Linked DNA regions of Mus musculus: region 1 is linked to region 2. The links are chromatin contacts, called in public capture Hi-C maps. All regions are on one chromosome and are shown on one strand. Each heading gives the region's core, a stretch centred on a gene start, on an enhancer-like site or on the middle of the called end of the contact. The rest is flanking DNA. Distances are from core to core; before and after follow the strand shown.

Evidence for each region. Capture Hi-C pulls out chosen DNA fragments and counts their contacts.
Region 1: a capture Hi-C map of embryonic stem cells shows a contact between it and region 2, with 3 times the contacts expected there. The contact joins two enhancer-like sites. A contact is called at or near these places in 8 of 39 promoter capture datasets (the 3T3-L1 cell line, 3T3-L1-derived adipocytes, the HPC-7 cell line and 4 more), 3 of 484 Hi-C or Micro-C datasets (the G1E-ER4 cell line, Th1 cells and embryonic stem cells) and 2 of 9 other capture datasets (embryonic stem cells and pancreatic islet).

What each region holds. Positions count from the first base shown.
Region 1 is chr16:14,399,565-14,402,264 of GRCm38.p6, reverse strand. The region is part of intron 5 of Abcc1 (ATP-binding cassette, sub-family C (CFTR/MRP), member 1); the gene reads right to left. Among named protein-coding and RNA genes, the nearest start is that of Abcc1, 39 kb to the right of the region's middle. Within about 2 kb of position 1,359, at least 3 of the 459 cell types and tissues checked have an H3K27ac peak or open chromatin away from gene starts, as enhancers often do. A contact at or near this core is called in embryonic stem cells, where this site is marked.
Region 2 is chr16:14,193,043-14,195,742 of GRCm38.p6, reverse strand. Myh11 (myosin, heavy polypeptide 11, smooth muscle) reads left to right here. Exons shown (of 41, transcript NM_001161775.1): 41 at 559-1,216. The coding sequence ends at 691. Among named protein-coding and RNA genes, the nearest start is that of Nde1, 31 kb to the right of the region's middle. Within about 2 kb of position 1,347, at least 17 of the 459 cell types and tissues checked have an H3K27ac peak or open chromatin away from gene starts, as enhancers often do. A contact at or near this core is called in embryonic stem cells, where this site is marked.

The DNA.
Region 1 (2,700 bases), core at 110-2,609, 210 kb before region 2:
GGAGCAAGGAGAGAATAGGGGGTTTTCAGAGGGGAAACCAGAAAAGGGGATAACATTTGAAATGTAAATAAAGAAAATATCTAGAAAGAAAGAGAGAAAGAAAGAGAGAAAGGAAGAAAGAGAGAAAGAAAGAAAGAAAGAAAGAAAGAAAGAAAGAAAGAAAGAAAATGAATGAATGAATGAATGAATGAATGTTGGGTCTCTTATAGGCAACTCTAAGAGCTACAGAGATTTTGAGCCAGCTATCAAAAAATCTCTACCAGAGGCAGAAGGCCAGTTCAGTTCAACAGAAGGTGGGAAATTACCAGCACAGAGGTCAAGCACTTAACATGTGCACATTGAGATCTCAATTTCCAAGATGGCCTGTGTGAAGGAACAATTAACAGTTGAGAGAAGGCATTCGGAGAGCAGAAGAGACCGCCGATTCTAATCATGGGTTACCCATCCAGTCTGTTGATCCTATTTCATTCCCACCGTTCCAGAAGCAGCTGGTTTGGGGGGCAGAATCAGGGTATCAAAATTTGTTTCTGTCTGAAAACAAGCTACTGGGCAAGAAACAAACAAGGAAGGGCCAGAACACTATATTATACCCCAGAGCTACTAGTCCAAAGGGGAGTGGGCACGAGCAAAGCTCTAGAAGCAGTCAGAAGGGACCTTGGCTGGGAAAAGGGTGAGTTAGAAAAGCAGTGTACCAAAACACATCACACTATATGCCATACACAGATTTACATGGATAATAAAAAGACACTTAGCGACACAAGCCATTGTTCCGGTACACAGATTAAATGCAAAGAAATAAGAATTTCCTTTCCCTTTTCTAAACAAACCCCACACCAGGGCAGTCAGAGAGAAACTGCAGCTAATAAGCAAAGCAATAAGCCCGTCCAATGACGGGATGGCCCGTTTTGCAACTACAATGGCTTGCTGCAATATCTTATGACATGAAAAGAATTATGAGTGATACTGGGCCAAATAATGGCTCTATATTTTTTTAAACCCTTATCTCTTAAATATTAAGATATAAGAGTACTCTACTGTTTTTGAAACCTTTTGCAAACAAAACTGTCTCAAGATAAAAGTCACAAGCCAGCCATGACTTTCCACACTGCAAAACTAAAGCGAGGAAACTGCTGTGAGTTTATGGCCAGCCTGGCCTACACATGTCTTTTTGTTTTTACCTAAATGATTTTAAAAAGAGAAACAAAAAAACAGGGGTTAGAGGATGCCTGCCTAGAGTGCAGGAAGCTCTGGGTCCCATTAATAAAACTGGGTGCAGTAGCGCACACTTGCAATCCCAGCACTCTGGGAGCAGGAGGCAGGGGTCAGAGGTTCAAGGTCATCCTCAGCAGGTGAGTGACCACCAGCGCAGCAGAGACAGGAAATCCACTCTCAATAAAGCGGCAAGAAGAAAATCCATCTGCCTAGGCAATACATAGCAGAGTGTTGGCCCAGATGTCTTAGGGGTAAAATCTACAGTAGTAACTCACTAAGCCACAACTGAGTTCACATAAATGTTATGTCCTTGCTCTGGCTGTTTGGCCATCTGTGACAGCTTCCTTAGTGCCACCAACCTCCCTAAGTCCCATGTAGTCTCCTTTTAGCCCCAAGGGGTCCCCCAAAACACATCCAGATTGAAGGTAACACTATAGATGCTTTCATAGACTCTTACTACAATGAAATTAAACGTCCACAATACAGGGCTGGAGCTGGGACTGTTTGGTGGAAGCTAGCCTGGCATAACTTCATAAATCAAGCACAGTGGTGCATGCCTATAATCCCAGCACTCAGGAAGTGGAGAGTGCAGGATCAAAAATAGAAGGTCATTTCCACTACAAAAGGAGTTTGAGGTCAGCCTGGGCTATGTGAGAACTCGTCTCAAAGGAAAAAAAATCTCATTCATTCATATATATGTGTGTGTTGTACTCAGTTCGTAGTACCCTCCTCTGTTCCCTGCCCCGGGCCTTGTCACTTAATTCCTGGGATGAAGCCTTCTGATGGAGTCAAACAGAAGTATCCCAGAAAGTATCCATCACACATCTGGAACTTTGCACATATTACTTCTCCTAGGAACCCCTCCCATAAAATACACAAAGTGAACATATTCACAAAACTTCCTCCCGAGCAGCAGCCTTTCTCTTATTCCTATGACTCAGGAACCATTAGCCCTGACTGCCCATTCTGCAACACACACATACACACACACACACACACACACACACACACACACACACTCACACACACACACACACTCACACACTCACACTCTCACACACACACTCTCTCACACACACACACACACTCACACACACACACTCACACTCACACACACACTCACACACACACACACACTCACACTCACACACTCACACTCACACACACACACTCTCTCACACACACACACTCTCTCACACACACACACACACACACACACACACATTCACACACACACACCTTCCAGCTCACCTCAAGGACAGAGATCAAGTTCAAGGGCAGCCTGGGATCCCATCCCAGATCTCAGAAATGAAACAAAACTTACCAAGTGTGGCCTGCTAGGGCACACTTGTGATTCCGCACCGGGGAAATTGACACAAGAGGATGGTGACTCCAGAGCTATCTAGACTACATAGCTAGATGGCTACACAGCAAGATGACTAAGTAGGTAAAGGTACTGCCAAATCTGACAGCCTGACTTAGATCCCC
Region 2 (2,700 bases), core at 98-2,597:
ATTAACAATTTTTCAACTATTCATTTGAACATCTACTTTGTGTTCTGCATCATGTGACCATGATGAGGAAAATACACTCAAATTAGACACCATCTCTCTACCATGGGGGAATCTCAGAGCAGGAAGCTACACACCAGCAGATGGCGCTGTGTCACCCTTCAACTAAAGCTTGTACTCTGAGAAACTCTCCCTCTCCACTTTGAAAACCTAAAATCATGCCTTTTTTTTATTCCTGTGGGAAATTATAGATAAAACAGCACTAGGCCTGCTGTTTTATCTATAATTTTACAACCTTCTACCTGATGACACCAGGCCTGTGCGCTACCCTACACCTGTTTTGGCCTTTTTCTTTTCCCAACCCAACACAAGACCAGAATCCTATTTTAATATTTTAAAACCAATAATCCCATGCCAAATGAATAGATAGGACTCACCCTGAATTTGTTTGTGACTCGTTCATGTTGAGTGTGTGTTTGATCTCACCTTGATCTTGCCTCTTCCAATCACTGGGAGATTTTCTTACTAAAGACAAGTGTATTTTCTGTTTCAAACCCATAGGAGAGGAAACGAGGCTTCATTTGTTCCTTCCAGAAGGGCTGGGGGCCGTAGAGTTATTGAAAACACAGATGGTTCTGAAGAAGAAATGGACGCTCGGGACTCAGACTTCAATGGAACCAAAGCCAGTGAATAAATTCAGGATTGGACACCATGTCAGGGAAAACAGAACACTAAACGACAGCAGAGCCCAGCAGACTGCTTAGCACTTGTGTCCATTCGTTCTCAAGTCACAGAAATCACTCCACCCCTCACCAGGAGTCAACCACAGCCCTGCACAAAGGGTGTGAATTCAAGTTCTTAGATGGGCTATCAGAGAAAAATCCAAATAAGACGTACAGGTCAGGAGCCACAGTCACCAGCAACTTTGTTTACATGAAATGAGGAAGTTACATGAATGGGTGCCACAGCCCCCAACCCACTCCCAACCTTTCCCTGACCTGCCTGACCTTCCAGTTTGGGAGGAAATCCCGTTTGAAAATTCCCTTCCCTTTCCTGCCTGCCACACCTCAGACACACAGTTCACTTCGCCCAAGTGACTTTTTTAGTCATCTGAATTAAAAAAAGAAACACTGCTCCCAGAGCGAGCGGAGCAGAGCAATCACACTTATTTGCACCCATGGTCACTTTCACTAATAAAAGGTTGTAAGTCACGAGAAAGGAGTTGGCTCTTCTGTCCAGCTGTTGTCTTGGCAACTCGTTTAATCCTCTCAGTGATCCCACTACAAGAAAGTGTACACGAAGCCCAAATGAATTCTGTGTTTAGAACTGGGCCCTGTGTCCAAGCTGCACAAAGATCGCAGCATCCCCCAAACACAAAGTCCATGGTACTTCTGGACCCAAGCCTTTTGAGGGCAGCACATTCAACCAATATTTTAAGTACAAAGTTTCTTTCATCTGTTTAAATTGCAATACAGTATTTTGGCCTAGCAGAGGGGGTCAGCAGGACACCTCTATTAAGGCCAGACATGCAGTATTTAGGACTGCTGCTCACTACCCACAGTGCAGGCCTGATGACCTGAGTTTGATCCTTGGAATTCACATAAAGTTAGGTGTACTCTGACCACTACATGAGTGTTGGGGCATATACTCTCTCACGCACAAATAATGGACTTAAATACTTCAGATTTGTAGACCACATCTGCCTCTATAACACATTCATCTTCAAACAAAATGCGCAAAACCATTAAAAACAAAACAAAAAGCAAAAACCACTTAGGGCATGGTGGCCCATGTCCATAATCCTTGGGCTTGGAAGGCTGAGGCAGGGCTGACCATAACTCCAAGGCTATCTCACCCTACCCCCAACAACCATTTAAGAAAAGTGTTCTTAGCATGAAAACCCTACAGAAGCAGGCCAGGGCCCTTTAATTCTCCAACTACAGTGCTTAAGGGAGACAGGGAGACATGCTTGGCAAAAGTTCTAGCCATGCAAACTTTCCTAAAGCCCGACTCAACAGATTTAAAAAAAAAAGATAGGAAATACTGAAAAGCTGAAAAGCCAATCAATCCCCTGCCGATTGCTGCTATAGCTGGAATGACTGACAAACATTTCCCTGACATCACTGCTGAAAAGCTGACTTCAATAGAGATTTTTACAAATCAGATTCAGTGTGCAAGGTGCTTGCTTTGCAAGTATGAGGCTTTGAGTTCAGAGCCACAAAACCCAAATAAAAGCTGGGCATGGCGGCACACTTCTGTAACCCCACCCTGGAGGAAAACCTAACCTAACGGTGGATACAGGCTTAAAACTAAAGTGGAAAGAAGACAGACAGCACCCTCATAAAGGCAGAGGGGAGGGAGGAGATGGGGGCTGTGAGATGGGGGGGCTTGTGGAAGGGTAACTGGGAAGTGGGATATCATGAGATGTAAATGAATGGAATAAAAAAGGGGGAGGAGACACTAAACATCAATCTCTGTGCATATGTGTGCAAACCTGTTTATTTACATACGCCACACATACAACTGTTTACTTACATACACCACGCATACAGTTGTTTACTTACATATACCACACATACAGTTGTTTACTTACATATACCACACATACAGTTGTTTACTTACATACACCACACAGTTGTTTACTTACATACACCACACATACAGTTGTTTACTTACATACACCACACATACAATTGTTTACTT